Linked DNA regions of Sus scrofa: regions 1 and 2 are each linked to region 3. Evidence: chromatin contacts called from public HiChIP or PLAC-seq data. All regions are on one chromosome and are shown on one strand. Each heading gives the region's core, a stretch centred on a gene start, on an enhancer-like site or on the middle of the called end of the contact. The rest is flanking DNA. Distances are from core to core; before and after follow the strand shown.

Region 1 (4,185 bases), core at 461-2,960, 200 kb after region 3:
AGACTCTGGCAAGTCAAGGATGTGTATTTACTTTAGGGTTTTCACTAAAGAATTAGTATCTCTGCCAATCTAAGAGAAGGGGAAACGATAAATACAAAATAGCCTGAAAGATTCTGGTAAAGACAAAGCTGTAGGAATGTAGGGCACAGCATTGGCTTTCAGGGGTTATGGGTGGAGGAGAGTTCAGCTACAAAGGGGCAGCCTGAGTGAAGTGAATGATGTCTATGTCTTAATTGTGGTGCTGGTTACACACTTGGGTACATTGGTCAAAACACGTAGAATAAACCAAAAAGAGTGACTTTCACTGAATTTTTTTTAAGTGGAAGGGAAAAAAGAAGGTAAAAAAATGAGAGAAAAGGGACTGTAGAGATAAGAAGAACAAATATCATAAACTATTAAGTGGATTTAAACCTAGATGTATAGGTAATTACAATAAGCACAAACAGACTAATGCAAAATTAAAAAACAGATTCTAAATAAACAAAACTGAAGCTTACATTGCTTATAAAAGTAGTACCATAATATAAAGATATAGAAAGAGTTAAAAAAAAAAAAAAAAAGGAGTTCCTGATGTGGCTCAGTGGCAACGAATCTGACTAGGAACCTTAGGTTGCAGGTTCGATCCCTGCCCTCGCTCAGTGGGTTAAGGATCTGGCATTGCCATGAGTGTAGAGTAGGTTGCAGACGTGGCTCAGATCCTGTGTCGCCATGGCTGTAGCGTAGGCCGCAGCTGTAGCTCCAATTCGACTCCTAGCCTGGGAACCTCCATATGCCATGGGTGTGGCCCTAAAAAGCAGAAAAAAAAAAAGAAAAGAAAGAGTTAAAGCAAAATGATAGGAAACGATAGTTCTGATAAAATCAGACCAGATAGATTTTAATACAAAAAGTATTATTAGAGATTAAGAAGGACATTTCATAATAATTAAAGATTTAAGTTACCAGGAAGAAGTATATACTTAAATGCAGCCTTAAAGCCTATAAATCAAAAAATGAACAGAGTTTAAAGGAAAATTGATCATCAACCCCAGTGAGAGATCTAATACACCTGTCTTAGTGAATGATCACACAACTAGACAAAAACAAACACACAAAAAATGAGTAAAGATTTAGGAGATATGAAAAACAGTGAACAAACCCAGCCTACACGGCGCTATGCCTAACAGTTGTAAGCAGATAGAAGTTCTTTGTGGTGTACCAGGAAAATTTATAAAGCTTGAATTAAAGAGGAAGTATTTGAAGCAGTTAGGTGAGAAAACAGAGCTGGAGTCAGGTCCAAACTCAAGACATCCTCCTTCTCACAATTCAGGGATTTTTCACTTGGGATGAGGTACTGGCAAGGGAGACCACGGTACCTTCCCCCACGGATGTAGATTTTCTTAGTTGTATGTAGACTGCTGGGAGTGACTATGCACATGACATAGCGTGACAAAGACAAGAGGGTACAGACCACTGTCACCAAGGAAACAGTCCAGGCTCAGAGCACCACCCCAGCCCCTGGGGAGTGCACTGCTCTGCTTGTCTCCCAGAGTTGGCTTTATGCTTCTCTGGGTCCAACTGTGGCACCTGGAGTGTCAGGAAACCCCATTTTCCCCAGTGGAATCCCCTGGAGCCTCCTTTGCTTTCTGGACAGTGAGAGTCTAAGGGAACTCCAAAAGTACTACAACTCAGTCTATGAACTGACTTTGCTGCTGGGTTCCTCTTTCCTAAAGTATCTAATCAGCGATTTTCCCAGTGCCCCAGGCATTTCCTGTATGGGTGCTGCTGACTGACTTACTTCCTACCAGGCTGCGTGGCTCCTTTCCCTGTTCACGCTGCCAACGTTCAGATGGACTTTATTAACTCTTGTTCTTCCAGCCTTCTCCCAGTCATCTGGGAGCCGCAGGGGTATTCTTCCCATCCCCCATCCCCTGGGAATTCCTTATTGTAGGCGGGCATATGCTTATACACATCCTATCATTCTGGCTTTTTTATTTCCCCCTTCTTGCCCAGTTGCAAGCCATGGATAGGCTGTTGTTTTTTGGGGGTTTTTTTGTTTGTTTTGTTTTTGTCTTTTGTCTTTTTAGGGCCACACCCAAGGCATATGGAGGTTCCCAGGCTTGGGGTCCAATCGGAGCTACAGCTGCCAGCCTACGCCAGAGCCACAGCAATGCCAGATCCTAGCCACATCTGCAACCTGCACCATAGTTCACAGCAACACCGGATCCTTCACCCACTGAGCAAGACCAGGGATCAAACCTGCAATCTCATGGTTCTTAGTCGAACCTGTTTCCTCTGCATCACGCCGGGAACTCCCCATTGACTGTTTTTCTTCCAGAGTTCATTTTAGAGCTGCTGAGAGATTTGTGCTTTCAGATTGCCTGTTTGCGTTTGTGTCTTTTGTCCTGTGTCCCAGTCTACCCAAGGAGCCATGGTCATCAAGACACTGTTTTATGACTTTAGTGTCCTGCCTGAGACACGGGGTGATCACTCATCCTCAATATGACCTCACGAAGTCCTTGGGCACTGGAGATCAGGGCCTAAAGACAATATTACACTCCCACTGAAATCATTATCCCCAAGAGCTAAAGATGGAAATTTGCCAAGAGAAGGATCACAGTGATGGTTTAAGAAATGAAGCCTCAGACTTGATTGTCTCTTTCCTTGTAGGGACGTTGCTTTCAGCTTATTTTCTTAGCATTAGAATAGGCCATCCAAAAGATTGAAACAGCCATGGAGGGACATTCAGATGGTTAGAGGACCGTGTTTTAGACTGTGCCATCTAAGGTTTTGGGAGAGCAGAGGGCCTTCAACCTTGTCCTACTCCCTCACTCCCACCCCACCCCTGCCCCAGTCCAGTGGGACTCAGTCTTGTCCTAATCATAGGTTTCCCTGACAAGAGGCTCTGGTCAGTTGGAACAGCATAGTAAGCGGCCGCGGGAGGTCGATGTTCAATCCACAGAGTTCACTGTCATGGCAAAGAATGGATTTTCTCCCAGGGCTCACTTAGCAGTACTGGTGGGTGATGAAGTCTGACTACTCATGCATTCCAGAACTTCTGGGAAAGCCTTAAGGAAATGGCTTTCACAAACACATGCCCTAGAGGAGAAAGCTCTTGGATTTCATTAAATCAGAACTTAGTCCTGGACATTTTTTTGTCTTCTCTGACCTAAGCAGTTGGGAGCACCTACCTTTGGACATTTAATTTATGACCCCAATTGAACCATGTCCTGGTTGTGCATCTGAGAAGGATCGTTTCTGTTGAAACTACCCAGAGAGCTAGAAAGGAATTCTGTCCTTTTTTATTTTGCTCAACATACCTCCTCCAGTTTCCTCCTTGTGGCTAAACACCCCGTAGGAAATCTGCATATATCTTACAGAGTCATTTTTACTTTGGTCTTTACTGAAACTGGGGAGGGGACTAGATGGTGCAGCAAGAGCGTTAGGAGAGCCAAAGATTCTTCTTCCCTGCGGTTGAGCGAGCCCCTTCCTTGGAGGGAGTTAGCTGCAATCCTGCCTGGGGATTAACTTCTGGGGGCTCTACCAATTCCACATATCATGATCATTTCATGTTTCGAGGGTACCTACAGAGGCAGCCCAGTGTGGTAGAGCATCCAGTGGGTATTGAGAGACCTGGACCCTAGTATTAATAATAGCTAACATTTATTGAGCATACCAAGTGCTAGATTCAGTCTTAAGCACTTTACATGGATTATCAATTTATTGTCCTCTTTTACAGACGTGGAAACTGAAGCATAGAATGGTTAGAGATTTTACCCAAGGTCACACAATTGGGAAGTGGAAACGGGATTCAAATCCTACTCTGGAGCCTGTGTGTTTCACCCCTCTGAGTACAGTTATGTGACCCTGGAAAAGTCATTTCAACTTTTGGGGCTCATCTGTGAACTATAACCTGAGGGAGTTTATATGGTTATCTTCTGATGGAGTTTCCACTTTCAATTACGTCTATGAATTAAATGCAGCTATATTATTTTATTCTTGTGATTATGTGAAAGCATAATGTTTCAGCCTAAAAATGTATCTAATTGGGAGTTCCTGTTGTGGCACAGAGAAGCGAATCCGACTAGGAACCTGAGGTTTCAGGTCTGATCCCTGGCCTCGGCTCAGCGGGTTAAGGATCTGGCATTGCTGTGGCTTTGGTGCAGGCTGGCAGCTGTAGCTTTGATTAGACCCCTAACCTGGGAACCT
Region 2 (3,952 bases), core at 981-3,480, 140 kb after region 3:
ATTGGAGCTACAGCTGCCAGCCTACACCACAGCCACAGCAACGCAGGATCCAAGCCACATCTGCAACCTATACCACAGCTCACAGCAACACTGGCTCCTTAACCCACTGAGTAGGGCCAGAGATCAAACCCAAAACCTCATGGATACTAGTTGGATTTATTTCTGCTACGCCACAATGGGAATTCCTGGTTGAACATTTTTATTTATTTATTTATTTATTTTGTCCTTTTGCCTTTTCTAGGGCCACTCCCATGGCATGTGGTTCCCAGGCTAGGGGTCTAATCGGAGCTATAGCTGCCGGCCTACGCCAGAGCCACAGCAGCATTGGATCCGAGCTGCGTCTTCGACCTACACCACAGCTCACGGCCACGCCGGATCCTTAATCCACTGAGCAAAGCCAGTGATCAAACCTGCAACCTCATGGTTCCTAGTCAGATTTGTTAACCACTGCACCACGATGGGAACTCCTGGTTGAACATTTTCAAGGTCTTCCTCTAGACTCTTAGAGGAGAGAGATGCAAAGAATAAGACGTCATGTATCTTTCCTGCATGAGTTTATAATCCAATCAGGGATAAATCATGCCTGACATAATAACACAAATCTTCAGTATAAGGCAAGATGGGGTCAGTACCAAGTATGTACTACAGAAAGCGGGATGCGCAGTTGATGAGTCAGGAAGCTTTCAGGGAGGAAACGGGATGTGAACCAGTCCTTGATTACAAATTGATTTTTGATAAATGGAGAGAGCGGAAAGGGGAAGATATTATAGTCAGGAGGAAAGTACAAAGCACTTTTGGGGTACAGTTAGGCGACTGGCTTGGTTGGGGTTATGTGTATATATGGAGAGACTAGACAAAAGTAGTGAAGACCGTATCGTGGCAAACGTTGACTCTTGACTAAGATTTGGGTCTATGCCGTGGACACTGGAAGCTGCTAGGGTCCAAGCTAAGGTGTGAACTCTGCTTAAGGAAGATTAACCTTAATGGTGGTGGTTTGCTCCATGGTGAAGAACTTGAGACAGTGAAACCAGTTGTCACAGGAGGTAGGAAGGATCTAAATTAGGCTGGGAGGGTGGGAACGAAAAGAATAGAAATTGATCCTTCAGTCCATTTAGCAAGTATGTATTGTGCTCGTACCATGTGCCAGACACATGCCCAGCAGACAGATCTGTTCCCTGTGCTCTTGGAGCTTACAGTCTAGAGACAAATGGAAAACACCTGGTGCAGGAAGAGTCTGCGGGAATTGCTCACTGATGGGATTTGGGTTTCAAGTAACCTTGGAGGCACAAAAGAAAGAGGGCTGCGAAGTTTCTTTTGGACTTGGGTGATTGGTAGATTAATGGGGCCTTTAATAGAAATACCAAAGTTAGGCGAAGGAGCTGGTTTTGAAGGGCTGGAATATGAGAAATCTGGGTTTTGGAGGTTGAGTTTAAGATATTGGAAGGAGGAGTTCCTGTCGTGGCGCAGCGGAAAGGAATCCGACTAGGAAGCATGAGGTGGCGGGTTCGATCCCTGGCCTCGCTCAGTGGGTTAAGGATCTAGCATTGCCGTGAGCTGTGGTGTAGGTCGCAGATGTGGCTCGGATCTGGTATTGCTGTGGCGTAAGCCAGTGGCAACAGCTCCGATGATCCCTAGCCTGGCAATCTCCGTATGCTGCGGGTGCAGCTCTAAAAAGACCAAAAAAAAAAAAAACAAAAAAAAAAAAAACGATATTGGAAGGAGATGGAAGCTGATATTTCTGTAACTGATGGAAAATGAAGGACTGTATTCAGGACAAACGTGTGGATTGTTGAGGTGATGGAGATTTGGGCATATTCATAGAGAGACGATGGTTGAGGCTGTGGAAATAATGGATTTCCCACAGTAAGGGTTTAGGCATTATAAAAGGGAAGTATTCATTGTATCTGTGGTCCTCAGATTGCAGAGAGTGAAAAGGAATTTGAAAGATATATTTATTTGTTCATTCATTCAGGACACACTTGGGGGACCTAATTCTGTACCGGCATTGAGCTAGGTCCTGGGGATGGGAACGAGACAATATCCTATTCTTGCTCACCTTGAATAAGTAGTTTATTAAGGAAATGCACACAGAATGTGAATCTGCTTATCTGGCTGGTTCTGAAGAGTGTAACTATTGGAAGGGATGTGAGGGAGTAGGGCTTAGGTATCTCAGGAATCTGGTAGATGTTCAACCTGCAATACTCCTTTCCAGGGGAGGTTAGGTACACAGTTAATTAAAGAGAAATCCGTGTAGTGTCCACGTTCTTGGCCTTGGGCCCAGTATTTGAACGTGCACAGTCTCTGCAGTTACATCACCTCTTGCGGATGGATTTCTCCTCTGGAAGTGAGTTCAAAGTTGTTCATCAGCCTCCTAGGGTAGCATTAGTTTGAAAAACAAAGTTAGCTGGCCAGGGAGAATGTTATAGCCGTGACTGCCAATCAGGAAGGGGTGGAGAACCAGAAAGTTCCCCTTTGAGTATGGGGTGATTTGGGGGAGGAAGCAGGAGGAAGCATGAAACTGCCAGAAGGTAGAACCCCTTACTTCCTGGGACCAGTGTGTCACTCATTCATTTGGGACACATTTGGGAGCTGTCTGTCCCTCTGAGGAAGGTTTTGCCCACAATTAGCATCTGGTGTTGAGCAAAGCTTGGCTTTCTTTTGCCGTGACTCAAGCTGACTTTATTTAGAGACTAACAAAAGGTCTGTTGGTGACTTTTTCACAGGCCTGGGCCATATAGAACCTTAAGTGACAGTTGGGTCCTTTTTTTTTTTTGCTATTTATTGGGCCGCTCCCGCGGCATATGGAGGTTCCCAGGCTAGGGGTTGAACTGGAGCTACAGCTGCCAGCCTATACCACAGCTCACGGCAACGCTGGATCGTTAACCCACTGAGCAAGGGCAGGGACTTGGTTCCTCATGGTTCCTAGTCGGATTCGTTAACCACTGCGCCTCAACGGGATCTCCGACAGTTGGGTCCTTTTCGGAAGAGTTGGGCAGTCTCCTCACATGGATGAAAGAGGGTGGATAGAAGAGATACAAGGCAGTTTGGGGGACCATCAAGACAGAGGGGTGGCCTGTCTTTTGAACAGAGAAAGAATTCATATGAAATCTCTTTGGAAGGCTTTGTGGCTTAGCAGAAAAAAACCGAGAGCTTTATTCCAGACACATTTGGATCTGCCACTTACAGCTGTGTGACCTTGACCAAGTCTCTTAACCTCGTCTCACTTCAGTTTTCTCATCCGTGAAATGTGGAGAGTCACGCTTGCCTTGAAGAGTTGTTCTAAAGATGAGATATAATACATAGAAAGCATCAGCCTAATGCCTGTAACTTACTAGATGCTCAAAAAAATAGTAGCTGATGTAATTATCATCACTGCAGAAGGTGATTGTCAAGATCACAGGTTCTGGAACCAGATTTCCTGGGCTTGTGATCCTGAATTTTCTACCTACTAGCTGTGTGAAATTTTTTTTTTTTTTTTTTTTTTTGTCTTTTTGTCTTTTGTCTTTTTGTTGTTGTTGTTACTATTTTTTGGGCCGCTCCCGCGGCATATGGAGGTTCCCAGGCTAGGGGTTGAATCGGAGCTATAGCCACCGGCCTACGCCAGAGCCACAGCAACGCAGGATCCGAGCCGTGTCTGCAACCTACACCACAGCTCACGGCAACGCCGGATCGCTAACCCACTGAGCAAGGGCAGGGACCGAACCCGCAACCTCATGGTTCCTAGTCGGATTCGTTAACCACTGCGCCACGACGGGAACTCCTGAAATTTTTTTTTTTTTTAAGGGCTGCATATGGAGGTTCCCAGGCTAGGGGTCAAATCAGAGCTGTAGCCACTGGCCTACGCCACAGCCACAGTCATACCAGATCCGAGCCACGTGTGTGACCTACGCCATAGCTCATGGCAACGCTGGATCCTTAACCCACTGAGTGAGGCCAGGGATCGAAACTGCAT
Region 3 (4,236 bases), core at 1,564-4,063:
TCCTGTCCAGCTCAGCAAAGCTGAAGTTTTTTCTTCTTTGGATTACTATCCATTTTAATGAGCAAGGAGCATTTGATCTTAAGCTGTCTGAGAAACCCAAATGTCCCGGGCCTTTGTCTAAGTTTTGCAGAGGAAAAGGAATGGCTGTCGATTCACTTGTGAGGGCTCCTGGCAGCTAATTCCTGGTCCTTTGCTCCACCTAGTGGATTTCAGTGCTAGAAAGTCTCTGAAAAGAGACCAGTGATGAGGAAGGTGTATGTTGCTGATAAATCTGAATTTCAGTCATTCTCTTTTCTTTTCTTTTATGTGTTTAGGGCTGCACCCGCGGCACATGGAGGTTCCCAGGCTAGAGGGTGAAGGAGTTGTAGCCGCCAGCCTACATCACAGCCACAGCAATGCAGGATCCAAGCCTCGTCTGCAACTTAAACCACAGCTCACGCAATGCCAGATCCTTAACGCACTGAGCGAAGCCAGGGATTCAACCTGCGTCCTCATAGATGTTATTCAAGTGCATTTCCGCTGAGCCACAACGGGAACTCCCAGTCATTTTCTTTAGAGACATTACCCTGTTCCACCCCAATCTGCCTTTGTTCCTATTGAGTGAGCTCTTTCATTTATTTCCATTAAAGCCAAATGTGTAGGTGTGAGTCAGCAGCACCAAATGCATCCCTTTTCTCTCTTCCTAATATAGAAATAGCATTATGTGATCAGGAGACACATATCAGCCCAGAAAAGCATATTCCATTCATAATGATTTCCTCTGATGGTCAAACTCAATCAAACCTCGATAGGGTCATTAATTAACTAATAGCTTACCTATTTTGTGTGTGTGTGTGTGTGTGTGTGTGTGTCTTTTTGCCTTTTCTAGGGCCGCTCCTGCAGCATATGGAGGTTCCCAGGCTAGGGGTCGAATCGGAGCTGTAACTGCCGGTCTACACCACAGCCATGCGGGATCCGAGCCGCGTCTGCAACCTACACCACAGTTCATGGCAACAACGGATCCTCAACCCACTGATCAAGGCCAGGGATTGAACCCACAACCTCATGGTTCCTAGTCGGATTCATTAACTACTGAGCCACAACGGGAACTCCTAGCTTACCTATTTCGTTAACTTCCAGGAGGCTCCTTTGAGCAATAATTCATTAAATAGTCATAGGACTTTTCAAGAAGTCTCATCTTCAATTATAAAAACAGAGGAAAACATTAGAAAGTACAGCAAAGCTAAGAATTTCAGGGACAAAGGGATTCACAGCCAATTCTTACCCCGAATCCGTACATGGAGATAAAGGTTAGTAGTCCTTGTGGATTTAAGCCAATGCAGTGTATAAAATAAATTCAACAGTCTATACTTATTTGCTAGCCGATTGTGCCCCCGTTGGTCATCAGCCTTAGCATCAGTCAAACACTTATTCTTTATTCCTTACCAATCATTGATATTTAATTGCCGTTATGGGTTGGATTGCATCTTCCCAAATATTTATTTATTTATTTATTTAACCCCCAGTACCTCAGAATGTGAACTGATTTGGAGAAAGGGTCTTCACAGAGGTAATCAAATTAAAAAGAGACCATCAGGGTAGGCCCTCATCCAGTACAACTGGTGTCCTTATAAAAAGGGGAAATTTGGGAGTTCCCGTCGTGGCACAGTGGTTAACGAATCCGACTAGGAACCATGAGGTTGCGAGTTCGGTCCCTGCCCTTGCTCAGTGGGTTAAGGATCCGGCGTTGCCGTGAGCTGTGGTGTAGGTCGCAGACGCGGCTCGGATTCCGAGTTGCTGTGGCTCTGGTGTAGGCCGGCGGCTACAGCTCTGATTAGACCCCCTAGCCTGGGAACCTCCATATGCCGCGGGAGCGGCCCAAGAAATGGCAAAAAGACAAAAAAGGGGGGGGGGGGAATTTGGAGACAGACAGAGAGAAAGGAAGAACACCCGTGAAGATGGAAGACAGCTATACAGAGGCCTGAAACTGATCCTCCTCTTTTTTTTCTTTTTTTCATTTTAAAAAACATCAGTGAAGCAGAGTTGATTTACAATGTTGTGATAATTTCTGCTGTACAGCAGAGTGATTCAGTTATGCATATACACACATCCAATCTTTTTCAGATTCTTTTCCCATATAGGCTCTCACAGAATATTGACTAGACATCCCTGTGCAAGCTGATCTTTCTCTCACAGCCCTCAGAAAGAACCAACCCTCCCAACATCCTGATTTTGGGCTTCTAGCCTCCCAAACTGTGAGATAATAAGCATATGTTGTTTAAGCCACCCAGATGTGGTGCTTTGTTAGAGCAGACCTAGCAAACTAATACCATTGCCTCTGACAAATGAATAAGAATCTCTCCGCACAAATGAAATTAATCCATAGGCTGCTAGACTTGGAAAGGATCTCAGAAGACCAATTGCTCAACCCCCCTGTTTTGAAATAAGATGTCTAAGGTCGCTCAGCCAGTTGGTGACTCAGTCACCCTTTTAGCTCAGCCTTCCGTCCTTTCTTCTCATAGTCTGCTGGATAGTTCAGAGATGGTGGCAAAATCAGTCTATGGTGATGCTTAGATCCAAAACTTTGTCGGAAAGAATTTCCTTGGGACCACATGCAAGCATAGGCCCTTTCTAAGTATTTGCTGCTGGAAGCACCTGTTAATAGGAGAATTAATTGCCAGCAGGCTGCCAGCCAGAAGATTGATACCCAGTGGAACAGTGAGACAGGTATGGCTGGGCTGATAGGATCCATCATCTCTCCAGACAGGCCCTTGTTTGGGGTAAAGGTCTGCCTGGGGGATGGAGGGCTGCCCCCATCCGCTGAGGATGATTCACCAGCGTGACTTCATCATCTGTGGGTCAGAAGCTAGGGTCATGGGAGTTCCCATTATGGCTTAGCAGGTTATGAACCCCACTAGTATCCATGAGGATCCAGGTTCGATTCCTGGCCTCAATCGGTGGGTTAAAGATCTGGCGTTGCTGTGAGCTGCTGTTGTGTAGGTTGCAGGTGCAGCTTGGATTTGCTGTTGCCGTGGCTGTGTTGCAGGCCAACAGCTGCAGCTCCAATTTGACCCCTAGCCTGGGAACTTCCATATGCTGCAGGTGTGGCCCTACAAAGCAGAAAAGAAAAAAAAAGAAGCAGTTCAGGTTCATGTGCCTGGGGTGGGGGCTGGGGAAACAGAGCCTGAGTAATGCTTCATAGTGGGTGTGGAGACTTGTTCTAATAGTAAGCACGCTATTGATTAAAGTACCTGACATAAGTAATTGCTGGAGCTCCCAAACCAGCCATCACCTAGGATTATAGAGATCCAATCTAATATGAGACAGAAAGCCCAGTTTCAACTCTACAGCAGAAGCCTTTGAAAAGAGTCCAGGAGTAATTGGCATTTAATCAATGCAATCATTCTCCCAGCACATGGCTTCTGCAGCTTTAGGCCTCCTTGCAACCACTGAACTGCAAAAGGGTGAATATGTCCATTTCATTTCACCACCAACATTTGATTCACAGTCCTAGACAAGGGCTAAATGGAAATACATTCACATTTTTATATTTGAGAAACACAAGTTCACTGTCAGTAAGAATTCAGTCTCAAATTAACGACGGTATAAACAGCGATGGGTATTTTCCCTTTACAGAGGCCTGATCAGCATTAATTTTTTGACAGACAGGAGAGAAAAAGCTGCGGCAGGCTGCTAAGCATTTGCTTTTCATTTACTCTTCTCCAAACCTTCCATGAAACATGGGGAAGGGTATGACGGCTCTTCTTTCCCTGAGATCTGGAAGAACATATACCCCTTGTAACTAGGGGACAAATAAATATTGATTTTGCCTTTGGTTTTTCTTCATAAAGTGTTATCATCAGGCATCAAATTGGATATTTAAAGGAGAATATACTTCTCTTGGAACAGCGATGCTATACCCTCCCTCCTTTTCCTGGTGGGGTTCATAGTGTTCACTCATCCTATAGACAGCAACCAGAAAAGAGAGAAGGCCCAACTTTCAGCATCTCACAAGTCTTTCATGTACGGTCTGTAAGAGGAAGTGGGGAGGGAAAAAGAAGTATTCTTGAACTCAAAGACCCATAAATGGGTACTTAGATTTGTTTGTTTGTTTACGGCCGCACCCGAAGCACATAGAAGTTCCCAGACAAAGGGTTGAATCAGAGCTGCATCTGTGACCTATACCACAGCTCACAGCAACACCAGATCCTTAACCCAATGAGGGAGGCCAGGAATCAAACCCGAGTCCTCCTGGAT

What was found. HiChIP or PLAC-seq counts read pairs in DNA pulled down with a chosen protein or histone mark.
Region 1: an H3K27ac HiChIP or PLAC-seq map of alveolar macrophages shows a contact between it and region 3. The contact joins two enhancer-like sites. A contact is called at or near these places in 1 of 47 Hi-C or Micro-C datasets (embryonic fibroblasts) and 1 of 2 datasets of contacts at active chromatin or transcription factors (alveolar macrophages).
Region 2: an H3K27ac HiChIP or PLAC-seq map of alveolar macrophages shows a contact between it and region 3. The contact joins two enhancer-like sites. A contact is called at or near these places in 2 of 47 Hi-C or Micro-C datasets (embryonic fibroblasts and mesenchymal stem cells) and 1 of 2 datasets of contacts at active chromatin or transcription factors (alveolar macrophages).

Annotation. Positions count from the first base shown.
Region 1 is chr9:67,016,596-67,020,780 of Sscrofa11.1, forward strand. The region is part of intron 4 of SRGAP2 (SLIT-ROBO Rho GTPase-activating protein 2); the gene reads left to right. Among named protein-coding and RNA genes, the nearest start is that of IKBKE, 100 kb to the right of the region's middle. Within about 2 kb of position 1,711, at least 12 of the 83 cell types and tissues checked have an H3K27ac peak or open chromatin away from gene starts, as enhancers often do. A contact at or near this core is called in alveolar macrophages and embryonic fibroblasts, where this site is marked.
Region 2 is chr9:66,956,916-66,960,867 of Sscrofa11.1, forward strand. The region is part of intron 3 of SRGAP2 (SLIT-ROBO Rho GTPase-activating protein 2); the gene reads left to right. Among named protein-coding and RNA genes, the nearest start is that of FAM72A, 120 kb to the left of the region's middle. Within about 2 kb of position 2,231, at least 7 of the 83 cell types and tissues checked have an H3K27ac peak or open chromatin away from gene starts, as enhancers often do. A contact at or near this core is called in alveolar macrophages, where this site is marked.
Region 3 is chr9:66,812,923-66,817,158 of Sscrofa11.1, forward strand. No RefSeq gene overlaps it. Among named protein-coding and RNA genes, the nearest start is that of SRGAP2, 23 kb to the right of the region's middle. Within about 2 kb of position 2,814, at least 3 of the 83 cell types and tissues checked have an H3K27ac peak or open chromatin away from gene starts, as enhancers often do. A contact at or near this core is called in alveolar macrophages and embryonic fibroblasts, where this site is marked.